Regions from separate parts of the Zea mays genome. Here region 1 is linked to region 2. Evidence: chromatin contacts called from public Hi-C data. All regions are on one chromosome and are shown on one strand. The core of a region is the stretch at or near the end of the contact, and the rest is flanking DNA. Distances in the headings are between cores, read along the strand shown.

The links. A called contact is a pair of places that touch in the nucleus more often than the background predicts.
Region 1: a Hi-C map of endosperm shows a contact between it and region 2, with 2.6 times the contacts expected there. The contact joins the promoter of LOC100276228 here to the promoter of LOC103646018 in region 2. A contact is called at or near these places in 6 of 25 Hi-C or Micro-C datasets (bundle sheath, endosperm, leaf and 1 more).

What each region holds. Positions count from the first base shown.
Region 1 is chr2:15,228,712-15,234,752 of Zm-B73-REFERENCE-NAM-5.0, reverse strand. It overlaps LOC100276228 (Protein MULTIPLE CHLOROPLAST DIVISION SITE 1), which reads right to left and starts at 4,186. Exons shown (of 4, transcript NM_001150066.2): 1 at 3,851-4,186; 2 at 2,911-3,077; 3 at 1,946-2,333; 4 at 1,418-1,737. The coding sequence starts at 4,069. The coding sequence ends at 1,552. It overlaps LOC100273127 (GTP binding), which reads left to right. Exons shown (of 6, transcript NM_001147574.1): 6 at 1-276. The coding sequence ends at 52.
Region 2 is chr2:15,039,009-15,045,693 of Zm-B73-REFERENCE-NAM-5.0, reverse strand. It overlaps LOC103646018, which reads right to left and starts at 3,924. Exons shown (of 4, transcript XM_008670756.3): 1 at 3,349-3,924; 2 at 2,040-2,405; 3 at 1,384-1,865; 4 at 985-1,279. The coding sequence starts at 3,603. The coding sequence ends at 1,258. LOC100276205 reads right to left here. Exons shown (of 2, transcript NM_001371537.1): 2 at 6,198-6,685.

The DNA of each region.
Region 1 (6,041 bases), core at 2,937-5,436, 190 kb before region 2:
AATGGCAGCCATGTTTGGTGATGATGATGAAGAGGCATTTGATGATATCTAAGGCAATTCATGTAACTCCACCTTGCTGATTCCCAGACAGGGTTGCAGATGATTGAAAGATGGCTTTGTACAAGCCGACGAGCCTCTTGCCACCTAGGGCCTTTCTCATGATAATGTCTTTTTTCTTAGTGAAAATTTTTGTGGCTGTTGAGCGTTCTATATGCCTTGTAAGATGTATTATTATGAACTTTAACTCCTTCAATCATCCAGGTGGAAATTTTGTGGACCATGGTGCAATTGAACAAAACGGTGATATTGTAGAACCAAAGACAAAAAAAAAAAGATAACAAGTTTGCATATTATAGTCCATTTTGGTAAGAACTCCATTAGCTCTGGTTTCACTAAAACCACAGCTAGATCCAAATTTTCTGGCCAAACACTTTTGAATTCAACAGCTTTACCATCGATCTGCTCCACCAAAATGGTGGATCTGCCCTTCAAATTTACCAAATTGATAGAGTGCCTCGATAAATGCTATATCAAATTCAAGTTTGGCACAACTAGATAAAAATACCTATTATGTCACTAGGTACACAAAATATTGATTGTTTTGTTTCACTTCTTTCTCGTTGGGCAACATAAGAGTATCTCTAACAATGACTCAAACTAGTGATTCAAATTGAAATATAAGGCTATACATAAAAAAAAAATATTCCAACAGTCCCTCAATTCATAAAATTTGGTAAAAAATTATATGACATCATCTCAAGTGTCTCAAATATACTACACCGTAGTGTACTGACTTATAATCTAGATTTGAGGCTTTATTGTTGGAGCAGAGTGTTTTGTTGGTGCCCTAAATTCTACAAATTATACTTATTTTTAAATTAGAGGGCATTTTTATAGGTCACATGGTTAGAGATGCTCTAACCCGTGCAGCCAAGACATAAGCAAGGTGGAAGAACTTTTAAAAAAAGAGAGAGTTGGGAGGGTTGTTTTGAAAAAGAATATTTTAAAAAAGTCCTCCGACCTACATGCTTATACCTTGGTTGCATGGTTGTACCAATAAATCTGGTTGCATTTGATATGTTGTCTTTCTATAGATGAAATCCCAATTCAACTTTAAAATAAGAGCAAGAATGCCGTGAGGGAGTCCTATCTAAAAAAATCTAATGCTCACCCTTTGCAGTGTCGATAATATTGTGGACTTCCTCCTGTGCATTATTGGTTCTGAATACACAATATAATGTATCCCGTACAAACTTTCATCAGCTACCTGAGTGCGCCAAGTGGGTGAGACACCCCGAGCCAGGTTTGTCCTTGGCCAATTGGCCTGGCCTACCCTAGTCCGGAGTCGTTCGGTGAAGGTACCCAGTACCCACGTACTCGTCAAAAATAAATATCCATTCACAACACGTCAAGCGACTTCCATATTAACTGCTCACTATGTAAACCGGTAAGCCCACTGTTCCAACACTTCTCTATCTACAGCTACAGCCACAAAGCTGATAACACTACGCAACAAAGCAAATGTCATCAAAGCGCTTGAGTACACAAATTTTATTGCCCTTCCGGCTCATTTGATTGTAAACTTCCATCGGAGCTATGTTTACCAGACTCGATAACCAGTTGTCTATCTTGGTTCTCAAACTTGGAGCCCTGAAGATTTTCAGATGGCTTGCCTGACAATTCCATTTGTCTCTCATTACGCTGCATACTCCTTGGATCCGGAGGGAGTCTGGTAACCTGCAAAGCAGTGTTGGGATTCAGGAATCGTTATTCTGGAAGGCTGGTGATTAACAAAAATACACAATGTGATTGGCTCTTTTGTCAAACTAAGCTTGGAGTTTTATCAATCAATATAATCAATTTTGCAGAAGAGAGGAACTAATAATAGATATATTGTTGTTATTTTAAATGTCAAGGAGATCATGTTCATCGGCAAGGTACTCACATCGTTTGAAGCCTCTAGCCTTGCCTGCAAAGCTTCATGCTCAGCCTTAACACGGGATGGGACGCCATCCTTTTGATAGACATTTTGTTTGGCGGTCTCCTCGTCTACTTCACTTGACGCAGCAGCAAAAGGATGGTTTGCTGGAATCCATCTAACTGTATCTGGATCAACATCTGGAGGTAAGGAATCACCTTCCCTGAGAAACACGGTTGGCCTTTTCCACTGATATGCACGTGATCTCCTCTTCTGATGCATTTCTTGTTCCTCTTTTGTAAGCCTAACAGGAGCCAGACGGTACTCCTTGCCAAACATTTGCACAGTAGATGTACCCTCATCAATCTTGACTAATGGATTATTGAAAGGATCATCGAATGTGCGGGGCTTTGCACTGCAGTAAATGAATTGTTTCAGTCATTATTATTGCACAACTCAAAGGTTTTGCAGTCCACAGAAAAAGCTTCATTTAACCATTTACATCTGCACTGAAGTGAACCCTGTAATTAATTTCTGAAAGTTCAATTCTGATGCCTATAACAGGAAAAAGACAAACAGGTGAAGACTATGGTGATGCTTTGCAATGGCATGGAACAAGTGACTAGGGACAGTAACTTCTCAAAAGCATAAGCACAATGATAAGATCATTTAACAGAAAAAAAATAGTATACAATGGGACATGACCAACCAAGACACATAGACAAGTTTCAGATTTCAAATCTTAAGTTAAAACGTGATCATTGACCCAGCAATGAATCAATAAAAGGGCAGATCCATTGCCGAAGGCTCCCACATGAGTAGGGTCTGGGGAAAGGACAAATTGATGCAAGCCTTCCCTTGCACATGTGGAGAGGTTGTTTTGAACCCGTGACCTAACGACTCAGTGAAACAACTCTCACCACTGCGCCAGGCCTGCCCAGCAATCAATCAATGAGAATACAAAAGGGAGCTTCAAGGAATAAGTGACGTACGTCCCTCGTTGCCCTGATTTTAACTGTCCACGCCTTACTAGATCAGCAACAGAACCTTTATTATCATGCTCTCGACTTCTTAAGGTGATCTGTCTTGCAACAGCAGCCAAAAATGCAATGCCAACACAGAAACCAGCAACAAAATTTGGGCCAATGTTTTTCTGGATCTGTATGAAAATAGAAAGTAAGATAAAGTACACAACATGGTACTGGTACTCAAGGATGAACATGTTAAAGCAGAAATGGTAATTGGTCTATGCTAGAAGAAGAAGAGGAAGGCACAGAATAACAAATAAACAAAATGCATGTATTGTTTAAAATTAGGGATGCAAATTGTACGGATATTTTCCAACCGTAACCGAGTTCAAATCTATTAGAGAAGTTCAGATCCGTCCGTATCCGAGTCTGTATATTCAATATCCAATACTGTATCCGTATATAAATACTCAAATCGCATTATAATGTTGATATCCATTCTTATCCTATTCGACGCAGTTGACACTATCCATATTCGAATCTAAATATGAGGAACATTGTAGCTATCTGTGTCCATATCCATAGATGATAGATACCAGACCATATTGGGCCATCAACCCTAATAAAACTTACAAATGGCAGGGCAGATGTTCAGAAAGAAGAAGGGCTACACCTTTCAACCCCTGATGTGCTGAAAAAAATTGAAGGTTCGCTGAGGATCACGGACATAGAAACAGGGGATGCCAAATCACATTCACAAATGCATTGTACATTGTGTCTTCATCCTATCTATATAGGCACTAGGTTCGTACTATCACTGTGGCACTGTGTACTAATCAATTCAACAAATTGTCCGTCCAAATTAAGATCAGTCTGCCACTTAGTTGCTCATAGAACTATAGGACCCCCACCACCACAATAATAACACCTAATGGTGGCACTAACCAAATAATCGAGTCCTTACCGAGCCAACGGCATCAGGCATAGAGGCGACAAGCGCCCTCAGATCTCCTACCCTGCCCTTGAGAGCCCCCAATTTCCTCTCCCCGCCTGCGACGTTACTCGCGTTGCTCGACGCCGAAGCCCTAATCTGCCGCGGCCACCTCACCAGCCTCCCACGGAATAGCCGCGGAGGGAGAAGGAGGCCGAAGGGGAGGGAGGTGGCGACGGAGGCGGTCGCCATTGTCGTCCTTGCATGGAGTAAAAAACAGAAGCTAACCAGGGTCAGGAGGCTTTGGGGTTTGGGCTCGGTGTGCTCAAGGCCGAGGTGGGGATGGAGAGAGACGGAGGTCGGTGTCGGAGGCTGCCATGGTGCCTATCCGGACAGACCGGTGAACGTCACAAATCGAGCCGGAGTGCCGAGCGGGCTCCAGAAAGCCCATGGGCCTCCGTGCCTTATTTGCTCCTTTATTTAAGCACGAGTTTCTGTCTTGACGCGCTACACACGTTGGCCTCGCAATAAGCTCTAAATTTTATAATGAAAATTTTAAGAATCACTGAATCAGATCCAATTAGGATTAAACTCTGTTTATATTCATTTTAACTAAAATTAATTAAGAGTTTAAACAAATTATGAAGAAATACTTGGATCATGATTCATTTCCACTCCTAGCTACACGCGTAGAAGAAACTCACGGGCCCAAAATGTAAGGTTGGTAATAGGCTCTAAACAAATTGTAAAGAAATATTTGAATCGTAGTCCCTTATCACCTCTACCCGAACGGTAGTGCACCCAAGGCAAGAGCTCTCGCCTCTCATGTCGTCTTCCACGAGCTTCGCGTCCCCGACATCACATCGGCATCCACTACCACCTTCCACGCAACAAACACTCATTCTTGTGTCCGTGCATCAAACCCTTGTCTGCCTCTCTCGTTGTCGACACAGCACCCACGTGCGTGGAGGAAGAGAGCACCCACGTCTAGGGATGGCAACAAGTATGTACCCACTTGGTAGTTTACCTATATCCGTACCCGTGAGATAAAATGATGCCCGTCAAAAAACTCATACCCGCTCGTAGTTATAAAATTGTACCCGTACTCTCACGTGTATGGGTAAAAAAACTCATGGTGTAACCCACATTCGATTAGACATCCGCTAAACACATATTAAATAGCATAAATATAATAAATATATGGTGTATTTAAAAGTATACATCATCAAATGAGTAAATAAAAAAAGAAAAATAATTAATAATATAGCAACATAGAGGTTATCATATTTTTAGCTAATATGTATTTGCATGTACTTGATTGAGTAGATTATATATGGCTAAGGCAGGTATAAATTACCCATGGGTACGTGGGTATGGCTAGTACTTACTCATACCTACACTTGTCTATATGATGGTGTCGGGGATCATAATTACGGGTACCCCCAAGACTCCTAATCTCAGCTGGTAACTCCATCAGCACAAAGCTGCAAAGGTCTGATGAGTGCGATTAAGTCAAGGCTCGGTCCACTCAAGGGACACGATCTCGCCTCACCCGAGGCCTGATGAGTGCGATTAAGTCAAGGCTCGGTCCACTCAAGGGACACGATCTCGCCTCACCCGAGCCCAGCCTCGGGCAAGGGCAGCCGACCCCGGAGGATTCACGTCTCGCCCGAGGGCCCCCTCAAGCAACGGACACACCTTCGGCTCGCCCGAGGCCCAGTCTTCGCCAAGAAGCAACCTTGGCCAGATCGCCACACCGACCGACCGTATCGCAGAAGCATTTAATGCAAGGATGGCCTGACACCTTATCCTGACGCGCGCCCTTCAGTCGACAGAGCCGAAGTGACCGCAGTCACTTCGCCGCTCCACTGACCGGCCTGACAAGAGGACAGCGCCGCCTGCGTCGCTCCGACTGCTGTGCCACTCGACAGAGTGAGGCTGACAGCAGCCAAGTCCGGCTTCGGGCAACATAGGAAGCTCTGCCTCGCCCGACCCCAGGGCTCGGCCCCCGTCTCGGCCTCGGACGACGAACTCCGCCTCGCCCGACCCAGGGCTCGGACTCGGCCTCGGCTCCGGAAGACGACGAACTCCGCCTCGCCCGACCCTAGGGCTCGGACTCAGCCTTGGCCTCAGACGATGGTCTCCGCCTCGCCCGACCCGGGGCTCGGACTCGACCTCGACCTCGGAAGATAGACTCGACCTCGACCTCGGAGGAGCCACCGCC
Region 2 (6,685 bases), core at 2,675-5,174:
GAGTTTACGCTAACATCTCTGCCGAACACAAATTTTATTGTCAACCGGTTCTAAAAACCACGATAGTCTCCTTTAATCCCCTATGATCCCTATGCAACCGAACAAGGCATAAGCGGAGAGAAGGTGACGTAGGACAACTGTTGAAGCTAATGCTTAATTAGTCGAGATATTCGATGAAACAAACAGTAATCAACAATAAGTTCATGGATAGTTACCGGTTACTTGAAGTAAGTTCACTGCGTTACCGAATCGAAAATGGAATTATGGAGTTTAGGTATTCGAAAATCTTTGGTGACATCTTTTCGTAAGTAGACTCCACGAAAACATGGAAATAAAAAAAAACGTCGAGTTCCTTTATTGGAAAAATAGATCGAATCACCATTATTGATATTGATGTGGCTATAGCGATTGTTTGAATGCACTAGAGCTAATAGTTAATAACTAAAATTAGTTGAGACATCCAAACACCTTAATTAATAGTTCAACTATTAGCTATTTTTTGTAAATTAGTTAATAGTTAGGTAGCTATTTATTAGCTAGCTAATTTCAGTAAAAAAATTTAGCCAACTAACTATTAGTTTAGTACATTTAAACACCCCCATAGTCCTAGGTCAGCCTTCAACGCCATGCTCATTCAGTAGTAGCAACTCCATTTGCATCAATGCAACCGACCGAGCAATTCATTCACAGTCTCATTGGATACCTGCACAGGAGCGCGCAGGCTCCTGTGAGGGTGGCTGTGTGGATACGCCAGTTTTGAGCGTTTCTGCGGATACAAGTGAAATGACTTATGTTGTATCTGCTTATGCAAGTCACGTCTCCTACGTACAGGTAACCAAACAGTGGCTCACATAAAGTCAACGCACACGTTGATACAGAATAAAATGATACGGGCAACCAATTAAGCAGTCAGGTTCTAAACTGATGCAATCTAATGCTCGGCTTACCGTGCTTACTGCATATCCAGGTAAAGCATCTGGGAAGTAAAAGGGACATATCTTGAATCTTCTTTGCTCCGATGAGATGCACAACAACAACAATAACATCAAGAAACTACAACTCATTTGATGATTTATCACGTTTTCCCCTCAAAGAATCCAAGTTCCAGAACACACAGAAATGAAGCAGCTTTTGTTTACAGATGAAACCTATCAGTTAGGTCAGTTATAAGTTTGGCCGGGAGAGGAGGGGGGGAGGTGCAATCTTTCAACTAGTGATCTCACATGCTTTTCATGATCCTCAGCATGCTTTGTTGCCTTAATGGCGCGACCATGCAAGGCTGTAAAATGAATACTAATTAAGGTAATTATATGGAAGACAGCAGCAGCATGTTGGAAACCAACTTAACATCATACTGTTTGAACTCAATGTAGGATCGCCTACCTGCAATTTTGTGGTACCCGCCAAGTAGATATTTGCAATCTTTTCAAATTTGGAGGCAAGGACAAATAACTCCTCCAATCCTCCATCATAATCTTCAGATCATGAATCTTGCTTTGCAGCCCAATGCAACAGTTAGCATGCATAGTGCAGACTTCGTTCAGATCTCTGCTTGGTTCACAGAACCCTCCAAAGTACTTTGTACTCAGAAACTTAAATGTCAATCCAATGTGTACAATGTAAGGATCATGCTTTATAGCATTGAATACATCCTGATCATGGTAGCCAGGATACCTCAATCTTGACGAATACCAGAAACTGTAAAACTCTATGCTACGCTCATTTGATTTCACATAGCTGAAGCCTCCATTAGCAATATTTCTCAAGTCGGTTGCATTCCTGACATAGTGATCACATGCAATCTGAAAGTCTACATCGGGATAGAAATGTGGGAATGGATTGCGAAACCACATAATGTCTGCATCCTGGATTTCAATGAAAACGGAAGAAAGATAAATAAGGCTACCAAATTATTTTCATTTCACATATTCAATCAGTCATGGGGTCATATTTCAAAAATAACTGACACCTGAATCTTTATCTGTTGCAAAATAGGAACCACTAGTAATCAAGGTAAGTTAATGTCTTGCAGAATTTACCGAGAATATGAAGTTGTAACCTTTCTCAAGAACCAGCCGCAGGAAATCTAGCCTTCTCCACATCATCTCGAGATATCCAGAAGTCAGGAACCTCTTCTCTTCAGAGAAATCCACACCATCGGTTCCCAGAGCAAAGCAATAGGGATGGATTTTAACACATTCCTCATATGCTTTCCAATCAAATGCTACAATTACAAGGTGTTTCAACAGCAAATTTGTTCTAACACCAGAACGGAAGCTATCGATGAAAAGGTCTATCAATGACCCAGGAGAAGCCCATGCAGCATTAAGTGTAGTCAAGATAACTGTATTGTCTCGCATTGAAGCCTTCTTTAGGACTCGCTCAAGTTTGAGATCTTCACTGTCCTGTAAAGGTCATTATATATTAATTGCAAACCAATAAATAAATGAACAAAGTGACTTATCCACTGCCTATGCAAACACAAAATTCACAAAACCAAAACAGAACGGATCTTCTGAGAGCCAACAGGACGGGGAAATGCATAGTACAGGCAGCAAAAATCAAACAAGATATTACAATGAATACTGATACAAGTAGCAAGACTTCAGCATGATCGCTACTTAGTAAGTTCTCGTAAGCCTAGTTCACAATTTCATTTGCCATCACAATCAGCATTTTCCATGTGAACAACCACCATCAGTTTGTGATTACCTGGAAGACGAGCATAACTATTACATATATAAGGTTCGCAGCATGCGTTGCTAAATTGTTTGGCTTATCGAGGATGCAAAAATATTATCAATCCATACTTGAAAAAAGAGCGAATGACAAAAATGGCCAGCAGCAAACATTAATAGACTTAAACTTATTTATCAAGATTCAACTAAAGTATCTAATTCAACAGTATTCCTAGAAGAGACGGTAATTTTGTTCCAGATGGATATACACTGAAACTGAGACCGAAAATACAGTAGAATGAGACGACTAGACGAGTGTTGTATCAGAAGGTGTTACTTTAGATGGAGAGATGTTACTTCTATTGTACTGGCTGATCTAAAACCACCACGTACAGGTTTCTTTCAGTTGCTCCATCCCAAGGTAAGCCTTCCGGTTCCCAGACATCAAGTGAACAAACATATGACGCGACCGCTCAACAATGAACTTCGATTGCCCAATAACTCAGAATGCTAGTATAATGCTATAGAACTCTCAAACATACGGAACAGTGAACCGCAAAATCATCAGCACAGTCCAGTCCCGTACCAACGCCACAGTGAAAATTTAGGAACACGTAGCGAAATGGCTAAACCGAAAGCATTAATCGAAGGTGGAAGCAAGCAGGCTCACCAGATCGTCGCCTTCCGCGCCCTCCTCCTCCTGGGATGTGGCGAACGAGGGCAGCGCCAGCGAGTCCCACCCCCAGGACCAGGACGTCCCCAGCGAGCGCGAGACGGCGGCACGGTATAGCACCGCCAAGGACAGCGCGACGAGGAGGGCGAGGAAGAGAGCGACAGCAGATCTTGGAAACGCGTGCCTCCGTAGGCCGCGCGAGCGCGCGGCGGAGGGCGCGCCTATCAGGGCTTTGCGTGCTGGCCTGGCCATGTCAGGAGTTCAGTTTCAGCGGCTCTAGCGCGGGGCGGTTGCGGTTTGCGGAGCGGACCTCCCGGTCCCCTCGTCAGAACGGGCACGTGTGATGGCCCGTCGACGTCGTTCAAATGTCGGAACCGCCGAGAATCAGCGATGAATTTCCTCGCGTGATCAGAGCCCCACATGTGACACGCCGGGACCGCAACATGCCGGTGGGACGGGAGACGACGGACTCTCCTCCCAAGCTCCAACTGCAGCCTGGGATTACATGAGCATTGAAACGGAGGCACTAGAACATGTTTTCATTCATACGATACTAGTAGGCAAAAAAAAAATGATTTCATTCATACGACTATACGAGTACACAATCGAGCCTCACAAGCCTGAAGACCTAGTAGAATGTAACGAGCTGGCTATACCTAAAGATCTAGTTGAAAAGAAAATTGACGACTCAGAACCATTTGAAACCGCACTACCGCAGACTGCTACAACTCCATTTTCAGTGTCACCAATGCATCCCCATATATCCAGGAAAGTGCAGGAGAAAAGGAACCTTTTGAGCCTCAGCTCCAATCTGACTTCTTTTGCTTCTAGTTCGCTTCAGATTAAAGGCTGTTGTTTAGACTGCTGCAGCTGTAATCTGTAGAAACAAAAATACTAGTAGAAGTCGGTAGAGATTAAAGCCAAACAAACAAGGTCGGAGTCATCAAGCTTCCTCTTGAAGATACTTGAATTGCGAAGCCTCTCCCTATTGTGTCTGTCACGCATGTATGACCAGGAATTTCATGAGGCTATGTACAGTTTCTTGCACTGTACCATTCCCGTCGAGCTCCTCTTGTTTCCATGGTAGCCATCCTTCCCCCTCAGCAGTGAAGGGGCACGTATGTGGATTGTTCCTTGACGGAAGAAGCGGATCGGACAGCCCAAACCATCGGCGAGAGTAGACTCGGGCTAGGCGGCATCGCTTTGTTGAGCCCATATGAAGGAACTTTGTTCCTACAGTATTACATTGGACCTGGTCCATCAACGCTGGGCTGACCGAGCATCAGGCTGCAGCCCAAAGGACTTGGGCGGCGTATATGACTTTTCTTTTTTTCCAAAATTTGACTAGTTTTCTGTAGCCCGTGGGTGAGGTGAGGTGAGGTCTGAGGTGACACTGTGTTCAGGCACCCTGCGAAGGCTGCGCGCTACTGTGAAAGCAACTCCCCCCTGCGTGCCGCGTGCCCCTGCCTGCCTGCCCATTTGCCCAACCACCCCAAACAGAGAAAGCCGGGCAGATGACGCAAGGCGAGGGCAGCCTTTTGGGGGTTGGTTCGTTGGTCGCTTTTGGCAGCGGACGCCGAGTAGTGGGCTGGCAGGCAGTCAGCACGACCACAGTCCTTCCCTTCCCTTCCCTGCGAACTCCTCCCACCAGCTGGGCACGCGCCGTGCGCCTTTCCTCCGACTTGCCTCTCCCGGGCGCCCGATCGAGCTCACTCACGTCAAACCAACGGCGCGAAAGAGCCGTGACGACCGACGAGGACGAAGAGGGAAGGAGCACATGGCCGTCGCCCGTCGGCGTGCGCCCGCGCCTTTTCTTTTCTCGCACCGCAAACTTTCCTTCCAAGCGCTGCCGGTGCGGTCCTTGACGAAGACAAGAGGAGACAGGTCCGTGCAGGTTGCAGCGCGCGCGAGTCTTCTCTGCGGCACCGCGCAGTGACTCGAGGGACTGGCAGCTGGGCCCGCGATGCGGTGCGGACTGCGGAGACGTCGGCGGAGGCTGACGGGCGGGCCCTTTTTTTTGCATATAACCGGCGTGCTTCGTGGGGCAATAACCGCTCCTGGAAGCTCCCGTCAGTGTTCAACAGTACTGGCTCCTCACCTGCTCCTCCACTCTGGCGTCAAATTGGCATTCAATTGCAGCGTTGTACACTGTACTGCTGTTCTTCTACAATGCTCTAGCCTGCCTGACTCGCGTCGTGGCCGGAGGGAAGCCTGCGTCCCTGCCCCTGCGTGGGGTTTTATATATACCGCTATAGGGCCGCCATGGCTCGGCGAAGTTGCAAGTTCCTGTCGTTTAGCCTGCGGCGCGAGTACATCTGCTGTGGATTCGGCGAGGACTGTACCCGTCTGTACGAATCGACTTTCCTCCTCTAGCTTTTGCTTCCCGCGCCGTTTCTCGCTGACGCCTCTGTGTACGGTGTGCCAAAGGGTTTAAAAAAAAAGAAAGCAAAAGCCTCCATGTTCCTAGTCAATTCCTACGCACTACTAGTAGTAGAAGACCCGAGCACCGTCACTGTACATCGCTGTTAAGCGTTCTTGATGTGTTTTTGCTCGCTTATTACATCTCGACCAGCTTTGACAGCAATTTTCGGGGCTGGCGTTCTTGGGGTGAAGCAGCAGCCAAACGAAGAACAAGTGCGAAGTGTTAAGCTAAGTGGTCTCTCGTCGTATTGAACAAACAAAACAACAATAGATGGTACATGCCACGCACGCTTAGCACTTGCACAGCGCCACTAATAAAAAACAAAACATTGGATGTATCGACCAAGAACAGTACACACTTGTTGCCAATCAGAAGGTACTTTAAAAAAAAGGAAATCAGGATCATCCACGATGGCACAGGAGCTAGTCATGTACTTGATGTCTATTTCTTTCTGTAGACATATGTTTTCCATTTTCCGTCGTCATCATTACGGGAAACCATAAGCCTAAAACCATCATTACCGACTACTACTACTACTACGTAGCACACAGAAATTTCACAAAAATCCCCTGTAAACGGAGGCAGAAACACCCACACATGATACAACGAACGACACAGCAGCGCAATAAGAGCTGCATGCGGTCCTAAACACCAGCGCGCTCTCCTCCCCTCCCCTCCCCTCCCCCATCTCTATACATCATCACAGCCATACAGGTAGGCAGGCACTGACACTGAGCAGGTCACGGCGCCACCAATGGCGCAAGGGGTTTAAACAAAAAGCACAAACCCATATACGTAACTGTAGCGGTGGTAGTTCGTGGTGGTAAGAGGGGGTCTGATCTCTTGGTTTTGGGGAGGGGGAGCGCGCATACGTGAGAGCTCGTTTGTGAGCTTTTTTTTTTCTTCTTCACG